Regions from separate parts of the Zea mays genome. Here region 1 is linked to region 2. The links are chromatin contacts, called in public Hi-C maps. All regions are on one chromosome and are shown on one strand. Each heading gives the region's core, a stretch centred on a gene start, on an enhancer-like site or on the middle of the called end of the contact. The rest is flanking DNA. Distances are from core to core; before and after follow the strand shown. Region 1 holds the start of LOC100191731 (MYBGA transcription factor). Region 2 holds the start of LOC100278676.

Region 1 (6,348 bases), core at 1,738-4,237, 800 kb after region 2:
CAGCAGAAGAACTTGAACTTCGGACCGATGATTGTTGGTTCTTCCCAGATCTTAGTGCCTGAGCTTCATGAAGCAGCTCTTCCAAAAGACCACTGTTCCTCGGCGATGCACACTCAGATTTCACTGAAGGGGTCGCTGATGGAGACTGCAGGTAAGGATCTACTAATTCAGTAGGCTGCATTGCAGGAGCCACAGTATACTTGAGCCAGCTATTTGGATCAGATTCAGTATCTTGGAGTGAAGGGAGCTCCATCTTCAAAGGACCATTTGTGGGCCTAGAAGCAGAGAAATTGCCATTTAAAAAGGCATGGCTGCCAGTAAGTGCAACCCCGAAAGGTGCAATACTCTTGCTGCTAGCATTGGCTTCATTCAGATAATCAAAACCTAAAGCCTGCCTGAGCTTCTCAGAGTCATTTGAAAAATGATCAGCTGAGGAAAGCACACTGTCAATGGCATCGCTCAATGCAGGAAGCACACAGCCAGATTGTTTCAGCATCCCCGCTTGGTCAACCTGATCCATGAAGCTACAACTTTTTGATGCAAAGCTTTGGCCGAGCAAATTGCTTATTGAAACAGCTGACAACTGTGGTGCATAGGATAAAGCCTCTGGGTTCGCAATGAAATTGTCACTGGTAAAATCTGGCAGATAAAGGCTGTTCCCAGATAGAAGATCATTGGATATATTCTCGCCACCGTTAAAATTACCAGACAGTTGCTGATCTTCATTTGTAGATTGATTGCATACACTAGCAGGATAAATAGGAAGGCTAGCTCGTTGACATCTCTTTATTCGAGTGTTCCAGTAGTTCTTGATCTCATTGTCAGTACGCCCTGGCAACTGAGAAGAGTGTTCAAGGTTAATGACGCCAGTATAGAAAAATATATGTACAAATTGTTCAGGGTAAAAATAGGAAGTCCCTAGGAACATATACACACAGGTAAGGCATATTAAGGGGTGTTTGGGATAGCTCCAGGTTCCAGCTCTAGTGTGGAGCTGTACTTTTTAATATCAATTTAATTAGTTTTAAAAATATTTTTAATCTAAATAATAAACAAAATGACTTATCTAAATATCTTTTAAAGGTTTACAGCTCCAGCTCCATGATTTTCTGAAGCATCTAATGACCTGCTCTATTAATGGCTCCTGTTGAGTGCCCTCCAGATGATTGTGAAATTTCAAGAAAAAGTTGGTATCAAGGGTTAACGTGATTTTAGTGACAGAAATTAGAGTCAGAGTCTGCAATAGCTATCTGCCTACCTTTGCTGCTCAGGTGAAGTATTCCTACCTTTGAATATGACTACCTACGACGTCTTTATCCATAAAAGAGTAACAATGACAAGTCATATGGAGTTGAAGGTCAAAGCTAAAAAGATATTTGAAAGTGATCAAGGCTTGGTATTACACATCAGGTCAGGAGTGATACTAGAAAATTAGCACTTGTGCACCAGAATCTTTTATACCAGGAGCCAGGAGGATTTGAGCAGGTTGCTACAGGAACGTGAGCACCCTAAATTTTGAACCAAAAGATCGGTATTTACTTAATTCAAGTGGGAAATCAGATAAGTTACTGCAGAACATCAACATTTAGCAATATGGACAAATCATTACAGTTCCAGTACGTGACGCGAAATAGAATAGTTCGCTAAATATAACTACAGATATACACATCTTGAATTAAAGACTGCACGTACGTAATAAAGACCCAACGAACACACAGAGCAGGGAATCAAGTATTCGGCATGTGCAGATGAAATACGAAATACCGATGTGCAGAACAGGGAATCAAATACTGGACATGGCACTTACGTGACCAGCCATCCTCGCCCACTTGTTCCCCATCTTGGCGTGGAGCTGGATGATGAGGCGCTCCTCCTCGGGGGTGAAGGCCCCCTTCTTGAGGTTGGGCCTGAGGTGGTTCGCCCACCGGAGGCGGCAGCTCTTGCCGCAGCGGAACAGCCCGGTGTTCTTCTGCACCGCGTTCCAGTTGCCCTCGCCGTTCTTCTTAACGTAGTCCACCAGGATGGCGTCCTCCGCGGACGTCCATGGCCCCTTCTTCAGGGGCGTGCCGACGCCCCTGTGAGGCGACCCTCCTCCGCTGCTGACGTCGTCGGCCACCAGCGAGTCCATCTGTTCCTGCAGCATCATTTCGCAGTCGCCCTCGCCCTCGCCCTCCCCCTCGCTCTTCACCCGGTACATCGCGCGCTGTTAGGGTATTGCACGGAACAGAGTGGAAGCAGGATCAGCAGATTACCACTTGAATTATATCCAAGATAATAAGCATGAAAGGAGCATTACTGATTTACTGGTAGATGGAAACCACCAAATTCCCCAATCCAGCAGAGAGAGTGAAAAAAAAAGGAAGCAAGGACTTAGTTAACGGCTAGACTAGACTGTCCAGCACTTGATCTTAAGAACGGAACACCCAGGCAGAGAGTGGTATCACTGTCACCCACAGTTTACAGGAGATTTCGGGTAAAGGCGAGAGAGAAAAGGTGGTTCCGTCTCCCAGAATTCACAGATCAAAGCACCGCATGCCGTGAACAGCACGCCCGGCGTCCCGAGAACGGGCAATTCTCGGCGGGTCCGGGCAGAATTGGGACGTAGAAGGACGAGGAGGCCAAAATTCAGCACTCCCCCCACGCCTCAGACCGTCACGTGGACGCCGAAAGGGAATCGGAATTCAGCGAGAGGGCAGGATCTACCTGGCGGAGTCTCGCAGGCAGCGGCCGGTGCCGATCGAGCCACCAGGGTGGGAGTCTAGCTGAGCTCCTCCGGTGGACTCCTCTGGTACTGTGAGCCGGCCAGCGGATTGCAGGGAAGGAGTCGACTAGGGTGGAGGAGAGGAGTGGAAAGCGGGGGAGGAGGGGGATCTCGCCTAAACGAGATGCCACCACTTAGCAGCAGCAGAGTATGTGGAGAATTTTCAGTGCTGGGAGAGAGAGTTTTGAGGAGGAAGAGAGAGACTGAGAGAGAGATAGAGAGAGAGAGGAAGAGGAGGGGGGAGGGAGAGAGTGGGCGAGCCTGGCTGTGGGATTTGCTTGGGGGGCAGATTATAAAGCTGAAAGGTACAGCGCCAGAGAAGCCTATTGGGCGTGGGCGTATGGGCACCTATTTTCTCTCTCTACTTCAACTTCGAGGCCCCTATTTTCTTTTCTTTTCTTTTCTTTCTTGTGCCTTTTATTTATTTCGGAATACTGATATAATTTTTATTTCCCCCCTTTTTTTGTTCGTGCCTCGTGAAGTCGTGCTTCTCAGAATGACAGGCTGAATGACCAAAAGAAAAAAAAATCAAAGAAACCCGTATATATATAGGTCATAGGCTCTCGTAGCATTATCCTACATTTCGGAGGTACAAACTTTTCGTGGAAAGTTTTCCATGCCACTCCTCCGAATTTTCTGTAGTCTTGCTATGGTTACGGTCGACCAAACTGTTGCTGTGAACTCTGGAACTCCTCGCTACTGACTAAATTGTTCCAGCTACAAGTCTGGGAAGTCTCTTTGCCTGCTTGGGCTATTTTAAGTGCAGAATTATGTGAGATTATTTTTTAAGACGTTACATCGGACAAAATAAAATATAGAGATGAAACAACACTTACAGTTTCGTACATATTTAATCCAATAAACTCATAGACAATTAGTAATTGTGTTAAGAGAAAGTTGTCGCATCATAAAAGGCGATTATATATACATTAGTAGTTTAATCGAGAAAGATAGTCGAGTGGCACTTACGGAATCCCTTCTTTTTTTAAAAAAAATGTGTGTGTGCGGCATGCAGCTAGCAGAACCTAGACGACGAGACGGTGAATATACCTTATTCTCAGGTCGTGCACGAGCGAGAAGATACCCTCCAATTAAACGCCCAAATTAAAACAAACTCCACCAATTTGCTCAAAGCGAAGGGAGCGAGGCCTTTATTTATGCCAGATAGGCCTGTTTGGTTTGTGGCTAAATGTGTCACACTTTGCCTAAGGTTAGTCGTTCGAATTGAATAACTAACCTTAGGCAGAAAAGTTAGGCAAAGTGTGGCAACTGAGGTAGTGAACCAAACAGGCCTCTAGAGACTCTTGTTTCCTTTCATAGTAGTGACGGTACCTTTTCCTCGCTTACCGCTAGTAGAGCACGTTGCTTTCTCCCGTAGTGTAGTGTAGTGTGGCCTTTTCCCCGTTCCTCTTTTTTTTTTTTTTTGATTTGAGACTAGTAGAGCACGTATCGTGTGTATTAGGTAGAATATATACGAGCTCTCACGATCGAATGGGATAAACAAAAGCATGCTCTCGATCCTAGGTACTCGACTATCTATAGCTTAGCTTGGTTCTAAATCGATCACCAGCAGCAGTGGAACACGAATCTAGCGGAGAAACAACGCACCAGCTCACGGGTGATCGATCTCGCGCGCTCGTCACTTCCTCTCGCGCTGCTCGGGTTCTGAAAAGATAGTAGTGGTAGGAATAGGCCGGCGGGCGGCAGCTCTTGCGGACAAGTCAACCATGGCATGCACGCACGCATACGCATATACTCGCTACAGGCAGAGGCAGCGTGCGAGTGTGCGACCACGAAACGAAAGCACCGTCCGCCGAATCTGCGACGGAAGCTGCAAAAGGAGAGAGGGCGCCGCGCAGGCAATTCCCCTATGGCTTTGCTTCTGGGGCAGAGGAACCGTGTGCATCGCTACTCCGATCTAATCCCATCCATGTACATGACATGGGTGGACGAAGCGAACAGCCCGGCCCGATGTCTGGTACTCTGGTGGGTGATGGAGCCATGCATATGCATGGAGGCGCTGCTGCTAATTCCGGGGGTTGCACGTGGTGAGGAGCCCTGCGTGCCAGGCCCGGAGGGGAAACTGCACATGCCCCGGTCAATTATAATTCTGTCTCGTCTTAGCTATTTTTACCCATTCGGTTCTAAAATAGTTGACCTTTCTTCGTTTTCTAAAGTTAACTTTAATCAACTATATGCACATAATGTTTATATTTATATTGTGTAGCTAGTATTATTATATAGATCTTTAGATTTATTTTTCATACCAAACTTATTTAGATATATAAATATATTTTTTTTCCTACAAATCTAGATAAATTGGTAAAGTTTTTAACTATTCCAAAATTTCGATTTTAATACGAAGGAATCATCTCCATGCTTAATCCTGACCTTTGATCTAGGTTTGATCAGTAACGATACGATGTAAATTAGCCACCGATGCGTGCCCCGTGCTTAGAGGTTGTCCATTAGTTATTCCCGTTCTTCCCTATATTATAGCAGCACGCCATTAACATTTTGGACAGCAAAGAGAGCCGAGTAGCCGACCTTTGTATACTAAACACGTCCGTTGGTCTTGTTGGAATAATAAAAACCGCTGCCTCTAGCTTTAAAATTTATGGCAATCTAGAATATTTTTCAATTAGTTTAAAAGTGTTCTGCTTTACCACAAATGGCATATATTTAAAAAAATAGAGCGAAGTACTTTTTTTATAAAACGTATATGTTTTTTTAGCGGGAAGTACAACTAGTCGTTAGCTCTACAGCGCGGGAAAAGTGAGGTAGATAACCGTTCTATTGTCTTATTCTAGGTGGCGGGAAGGGAAGGGAAAGGAGTCGGTGCTTGTACGAGGGTTTGAAAAAAAACACATTTATGAACGCGTGCGGCACGTTATGAGTAGCAGAGAACACAACATATTCTCGTGCTTGCTTTCATTGTCCTTCGAACACTCACGTGAAACCACCACTCTCCCCTTCGATACCTTCGAAACGGAGAGGGCGACACGATGTTATATGCTAAACTCGTATTCATGCACATAGAAAGCAATGAACTTCAACAGCATTGATCTATTAACATTTTAAGTGTTCTTACCTCCAACTCCTTTAGCGGAAGGGTGCTTGTTTAACTTGATTAGTGTTGCCATGCTGTCGTTCTTTTTAAATTTTATGGCAATCTAGAATATTTTTTAATTAGTTTAAAAGTGTTCTGCTTTGCCACAAATGGCATATATTTTAAAAATAGAGCGGGGTGTTTTTTTATAAACGTATATGTTTTTTAGCGGGAAGTAGAACTAGTCGTTAGCTCTACAGCGCGGGAAAAGTGAGGTAGATTCCGTTCTATTGTCTTATTCTGGGTGGCGGGAAGGGAAAGGAGTCGGTGCTTGTACGAGGGTTTGAAACAAAAAAACACATTTATGAACGTGTGTGGCACGTTATGAGTAGCAGAGAACACAACATATTCTCATGCTTGCTTTTAATGTCCTTCAAACACTCACATGAAACCACCACTCTCCCTTCGATACCTTCGAAACGGAGAGGGTGTCACAATGTTATATGCTAAACTCGTATTCATGCACATAGAAAGCAAA
Region 2 (6,608 bases), core at 3,186-5,685:
CCTATAACCTTTGTTATAAGGTTCCTGTTCAAAGTTAGCTCCATGGTAAGTAGATTCACCATTGCTCCCATTGTAGTTCCCCTGGGAGTTGCCCATGATCCGAGTGCCAGTATATGCAGCACCACTAGGCCTACATTGTGCCCCATGAGATTGTGATTGATGCTTATTGTAATTTATGTTCCAGTTCCCATTATTCAGGTTACCTTTTGGTTGACTGCCTTCGGGCACGATTCCTGTGTCTGTAGTACTCTCTATTGGTGTATCTTTCTTGGCAAAGTAGCCAGGAGGAAATGGAACAAATGGGACAAAATCAGAACTGTCTGCCTGCTCAAGAATACTGCGCCTTTTGTACTGTTGTGATGTCAATGAGCGATCTTTTTTCTTACTAACAACAAATCGGTTTTCACCTTTCCTTATTGGCATAATCTCAGGAAAATTTTCATCAGAAACTGCACTTGGGGAATCCTTTGCATTGTCAGGTTCTGCTACTTTCTCAGACCATATCTCAGCGGTATCTAATGATCCTGTGCTTTGCCTCTCAGGTAAAGGGACTGCATTATTTACCATGGAACTGTCATCTTCTGCATTGATTTTTCCATTCTGATTGCTCTGTCCATTATTAGTCTGTGGTTTTGCAAAGAGATCTGCAGACAGGGGCACAAACGGAACAGGATCAATGCCACCGAGGTGGTCTGTTGATTTCTTCAGAGCTTCAGTAGGTGCATCACTAGTAACAGATTGATTGTTTGGGGCTGTAGTAGGAGTTGAACGCCCAAGTATCCTGTCCAAAGTTTGACTTATCTTTGGGTCGGATGCTGGGGGGCTATTGTTACTTCTGTACTGTGCATTTGTAAGCCTTCTTTCCAGTGGTGTTTTGTGCATGCTCACCACAAACTTATTCACCCCCTTGCGCATAGGCATAATCTCAGGAAAGTCCTCATCTTCTGCTAGACTACTTAAGTCAGCTGAATCTTGAAGTTGAGATACTTTGCTCAACCATCTTTCTGCTTTTTTATCACTTTCAGCAAGTTTTCTCTCAATTTCAGATTTACCAGCACTCGTTACACTAAGAAGCTGTGCCACACCACCTAAACCAGAACCAACAGATGCAGGAATCGATGGGATTGTTGCTGGCCTCTTGCAATCACATTTTAAACATGACATATTCCTCCCATAATTATAGAAATCACACCTTAGCAAAAGAACAAAACACAGTCAGCTATTTCAAAGATATATAAGCTTAATACAAATATTTTAGCAATTAGCATGTCAGATCTTACTGAGGGCATTCCCACTCTCCACCAGTCAGCATCTTCTTTGGCCGCTGCTCATTGCACTCAAGACACCTAACATTTCTTGCAAAGTTCATGAAGCTACATCTGCAAGTTGCAAAGCAATTTTCATACAAAAAAAATGAGTAGCAGATGAAAGAACATACGGAGTATATTATAGAAAAAGCAAGTAGAAAGTTACAGGTTAATGTGACCATAGTATCAGGTTGGAAAAATTGGGTACGCATTTTAGATACACCATATCTAGTAGCAAAATGAATAATAGGGTAGGTTCATACTTCAATACAAGGCATTGAGCGGAGCACAAATGTTAAACAAAAGAAGAAGAATGTTAGAAGTGGCATACCTTGTGCAAATCCAGTCACCTCGCTTCATTTCGATATTTTGCCCTGGAGGCCTGGAAAATCGTTCAAGCTGACTCGAGCAAATTTGGTTGGGAGTTGATTCCTCAAAAGTGGACGATTGGGAAAGACCACTAAAACTCACTAACTCAGCCATGATATTTCTCACGGCAGAATCAATAAGTTTCTTGTGTTCTGAGTCGCTGACAGAAGAACCGTATGTGTAACTTAGCAGATATCGAACAATATCGACAGTTTCAGCTCTGTCCGAAACAATGACCTGGCAAAATTTTCACATGTTTAGTGTGTTGGGCTGAACAAGGTCATATCCAGCAGATAACTGAACTAACAGTTACTAGCCCAAACTAGCAGCAACGAAATGTGACCAATTAGCGGAAGCCTGATGACATACATACATACATCGGTTTCTTCCCCAGCAAGGTAGCGCCGAAGCCGCAGCGCTGATGCCTCCCCGTCTTTGAACAGGGACGGCGCCGCATTGGCCACCAGGATCTTCACATCCTTCCTTGGAAGAGAACTGGACACACGCCCGAATTAGTGAGCAAGACAGAAACTAAGAGACTTCGACCCCAGCCAAAGCTCAGTCAGGTACCCAGCCGAGCGATTCTCTTCACCTGAGGAGGTCAGGCCGGTCCCGCGCGAATGCGAGGCAGGTGGAAACAGCGGCCAGCGCCCCGTCCGACAGGCCGCATCCGGAGGCAAGGGCGATCGCGAGATCGTCAGCGGCAAAGGGAGCGCCGGAGCCGTATCCGGCGGCGGCAAGCCGGTCGACGAGGCGGGACCACTCGGGGAATGGAGCTCGGGGCGATGGCGCCGGGGAGGCCTGGCTGGAGCCGTGCGGAAGGGAAGAGGACGAGGTGGAGAGGGTGCGGGGCGGGGAAGGCGAGGAGAGCAGGAGCAGGCGGCGCGAGGCCGCCGCGGGCGGGGTGAGGAAGAGCGCAGCGGCGGCGGCAGTAGTGGGTCGGAGGCGTAGCGGGGAGGAAGTGAGGAGGAGGGAGGAGAGCAGCTTGGACGTGCCGCCCATGGTGCCGGAGCAGCAGAAAGACTGAAAGAGGGTTTTGCGCTTCCGCTCTCCCGGCCTCCCAAAATCACAAATTTCTCCCCGCCTCGGGATGGGGTGGCGCAGGCGCGCAGCCGAAACGGCACGGTGCGGCGGACGGAGCATGGAGAGATAAATATCTCGTTGTGACCGGACGGTCCAGTGTTCTGTGGGCCTATTGGGTAAGGGGGCGGTTCGGGCTGTTCCTATGGGTCTGTGGGCCCATTGGGTGCAGTTCAAATGCCCAGATTACTGTTTTATATGATGCCGGCCCATCTAGCTCAGTGGGCTGGCTCATGTTGAAGCAGGGTAGCCAGGTCGCCTGTTTATTTTGAGTTTGCTAGCTGCTCCATTAGCACTGTGAATGCACGCAGGGCCTAGCCACTCAAAAGTAAACTGCTAACGCAAATAATTACTATAGAAAAGGTATTATCAAAAAAAGGATAAAATAAAATAAAAAACGACCTGTAGATAAGCTCGTGGTACAATGGTTAACACATGGATAAGCTCGTGGTACAATGGTTAACGCCGTGCTGCCCGTACCGTACGCCCCATCCAACGGCACGATGTCATGTCAGCTGTATGTCACGGTTTCAAGCCGGCGAGGTCGTCCCAGTCAGGATGGTAGAATGGCCCGAACGTGTCAGCTATCACGGCTATTTAATGTTGATGACCACTAAGCAGCATGCCTTGCAGCGCGAAAAAAACATGCTATTCCTAATTAAGCCTTCCCGACCAAGATGTCGATCGAGCCAGCTAGCTAGCTAGCTAGGTTAGGTTAGGTATATGCACTGCGCCGTGGGAACGTGGGATCCCGCACCGCAGTGGATTACACACCATCTCCCGTAGTGTACTCATGCACGATACGATCACCTTTTTTTTTTCATTTCGCCGTCCGCGCGCCACAGAGGATTGGGTGGGAGGAATCCTGCCGTTTTGTGCTCGTACTTGCGATGCAAACTGGGACTTCGTTGATCAGCATGCACCCAAATACCTAACTGAGACAACTTGCTGCGTCACAGTTGGTTCGCAACGCACAACAGTCACCGCACGCCGTCCCTACGTACATCCGACAGCTCAGAGTTGCCCCATGCACGTACTACGAGATACGTACAAAATCAGTAAATTACTAAGCTCTTGGAGGACACCCCGACTGCGTCTTTGACCAGAGAGATCCGGCCGGGCGGGTGCGTGCGGATGGTAGGTGGGGTTCGCACTTCACACGGACCCGTGGACACATGCCAGCTGCGCTGCGCCCACCACGCACGGCACCAGGCCAACGCAGGCGACAACGCTTCGGCCGTCGGCCGTCGCCCCTCACCACCACGGGGCACGGGCCAGCACTCCAAAAGCAGCATCGAGCGGTCAGAGGGAAATCAAGAGCTCCAAAAGACACATGTCCCGGAAACGACACATCCTCCACCATCGGTCGGTCTCGGTCCTCCTCCCCCTCGCTCTGAAATGGATAAAGCGAACCAAGCTGTGCGAGTTGACTTTCAGGCCTGCGCTGCACCCACACTCACAACCAAGCGGCGGAGAGAGAGAGTGTGTGTGTGTGTGACAGAGAGGGAGCTGTCTTGAGCTGTGTATAAAATCCCCCCCACTTCATCTGCATGCCTGGCGCGAGAGGCACCAGCCACAGCCCACAGTTCCCCCATTTCATTTGTGTGGTAGCCGAGGACTGGGAGGGACCTACTCAACCTTTTTTTTTTGTGTGTGTGAAAGATCGAGAGCGCCGCTCAACGAATAGAGCGGTTTCTCTGCCTTGTGTCTTTCCTCTGTCCTGTGGTCTGCGGTGGCCGCAGCTGCGGCGCGCGGTGATGGAGTTCACATCTAAAAAGACGGCTTCGCTTGCCCTCCTCTGCCTCAAGCTCTCCTGCCTCCTCCTCCTTCTTCTTCTTCCCCGGTCTTCCTCTGCTGCGCCTCTGTCCAGTAAGCACACACCAGTCATCCGTCGTCCTTGCGTTCTTCTTCTTCGTTGGCTAGCCTATGTATCTGTCTGTCTATCTATACCATGCTTTCTCTCACTAGCTACCTGCTGTCCTGTTGTGTTTCGCAGGAAGCCTGTCGCTGACGAGGAACCGCCTGCAGCCCGCGGATGACCCTGCTCCGGAGGTTCCCGCTCCCGCCCAGCAGGTCGGTCGCGCTCGCTCGCTCGCTCGATCTCTTTCTCGTCCTGCGGCTTGGTAGATTTCGTCGCGTATCCACACCACAACAACTGCGCACAAAAAGCTTGTGCTTGGGGGCAGGGGCACTCCACTCACATGCACTGTTAGCTGGGCATGCAGGGCTGCAGGCCGGCCATAGTGCAGGTCACATGCATGGCCACTCGCACACACAGTTGCAAACTTGCAATTCGCGTGCCCCACCCCACTCACGACACCTTTCCCGCCACAAAGGCAAAAATAAAGGTTTGTGCGTGCAACAACACAATCGTGTCAACTTTACTACTTGCACGCTAGCTGTCCGTCAGTTGACTGCTCGTCGATGTCATCATCAAGTCTTTTTGTAAATATCTGACGCACACGCACGCACTACTACCAATAACGAACCCAGCTAATCTTTAAATTTGTCTGTGTACGTCGTCGTCTCTGTGTACTATACAGGGTGCGGGTGCTGGTGCTGGTGCGGTGGGAGCTCGAGACCCCGGCGGCGAGGTGGCGGTGAGGATGGACATCGAGGTCAACGACTACCCTGGGTCCGGTGCCAACAACCGCCATGAACCGAGAAGCCCTGGGAGGCCATGACCATGAGGTTTGAAGGCTTGAAGCTAGCGTACGTCTCAGACAGGAATCAGGAATGAAGACCATGGCATGGAGCTGCTGCTGCTGTCTTGAGAGTTTTATAAGTAGCGAAGCGAAGGAGAGTACATTGCTTGTTGTTAGCTATAGAGGTCAAGGGAGAGCCTTATCGTGTATTTAATTAGCTTGTTAATTATTGCTGCGTACTCCTTGTTAAGAGTCTTCAACTTAACGGCGGATCGGATCTGCTTGAGCTAGCTACTAGCTTTTGCTATCTCTGATCTAGAACAAAAGCATCAGTTAGTAACGTAGCATCGTCAACAGCTATAGTACTCTTGAGATATTTACTTGAGTCACATTCGCCTGCAGAAGACTCGACCGAGACCTCCTCTGTCCTCTAGTGTGTGCCGGTTTCGCGCGCGCCAATACGATGCTCAAGCTCAAGTGTTAAAGGGTGTAACCTGATGCGACGATGGCTATCTCACTGTCTGCACTGCCCAGCAGAGGGGGCCAGCAGGTGGGCGGCTGGCTTGTCGCCAACTTGTAGTTTCAATCTGTGGGCGCACGACTGAAGAAGAATGGCGCAAACACGTCGTTTCGTAAAGTTGAGTAAAAGAAGGACGAACAGACAGGCGAGCGATCAGCAAACGCGAAAGAGACGGTGAATTCACAGGGGAGGGGGGGGGGGGGGGGGGGGGATGAACTCGAATCGCTGTTCATTTAAAACAAACATATAATACATCCACGCTCTTATTACTGGAGGAAGTAAAGTACAACTAACTGGCCTATTACTTTTCTCAAATTCGATCATATATCGTCTTTCGATAAGCACAAACTATATGCAGTGTGTAAGGTGTTTTCAATTATGAGTCAAATTTTATCGTTCCTGTATACATCTAAGCATATGCCAATAGCTTGATTAACTGTTGGTCAAAACACGCGTAATGTTTTTTTTCTTTTCAAAATTAATGTATCTTTGGACTAACATTGACCTACTCTTTTCCTTTTCCAAATGCTGCAATATATTAGTTAAGCACGTACATGAAGCTCTAAACGTCTGTATCATTGTTATGCGTCTGTGAATCTGCCATTTGCATACTATTCAGGTGTTAAAAAAAGATGCACAGGTTGCAGTGCAGATAGTTTTTTTTTTTTTTTTGAATGTCACCGGAGG

The links. Hi-C and Micro-C count contacts between places; a contact is called where the count stands out from the background.
Region 1: a Hi-C map of tassel shows a contact between it and region 2, with 2.0 times the contacts expected there. The contact joins the promoter of LOC100191731 here to the promoter of LOC100278676 in region 2. A contact is called at or near these places in 3 of 25 Hi-C or Micro-C datasets (ear, endosperm and tassel).

The regions. Positions count from the first base shown.
Region 1 is chr3:192,103,139-192,109,486 of Zm-B73-REFERENCE-NAM-5.0, forward strand. LOC100191731 (MYBGA transcription factor) reads right to left here and starts at 2,988. Exons shown (of 4, transcript NM_001137160.1): 1 at 2,704-2,988; 2 at 1,808-2,203; 3 at 1-838. The coding sequence starts at 2,197.
Region 2 is chr3:191,297,140-191,303,747 of Zm-B73-REFERENCE-NAM-5.0, forward strand. LOC100278676 reads left to right here and starts at 4,436. Exons shown (of 3, transcript NM_001151875.2): 1 at 4,436-4,625; 2 at 4,753-4,829; 3 at 5,300-5,627. The coding sequence starts at 4,514. The coding sequence ends at 5,440. It overlaps LOC103651081 (zinc finger protein VAR3, chloroplastic), which reads right to left and starts at 2,800. Exons shown (of 5, transcript XM_008676685.4): 1 at 2,269-2,800; 2 at 2,050-2,171; 3 at 1,639-1,913; 4 at 1,281-1,379; 5 at 1-1,192. The coding sequence starts at 2,133.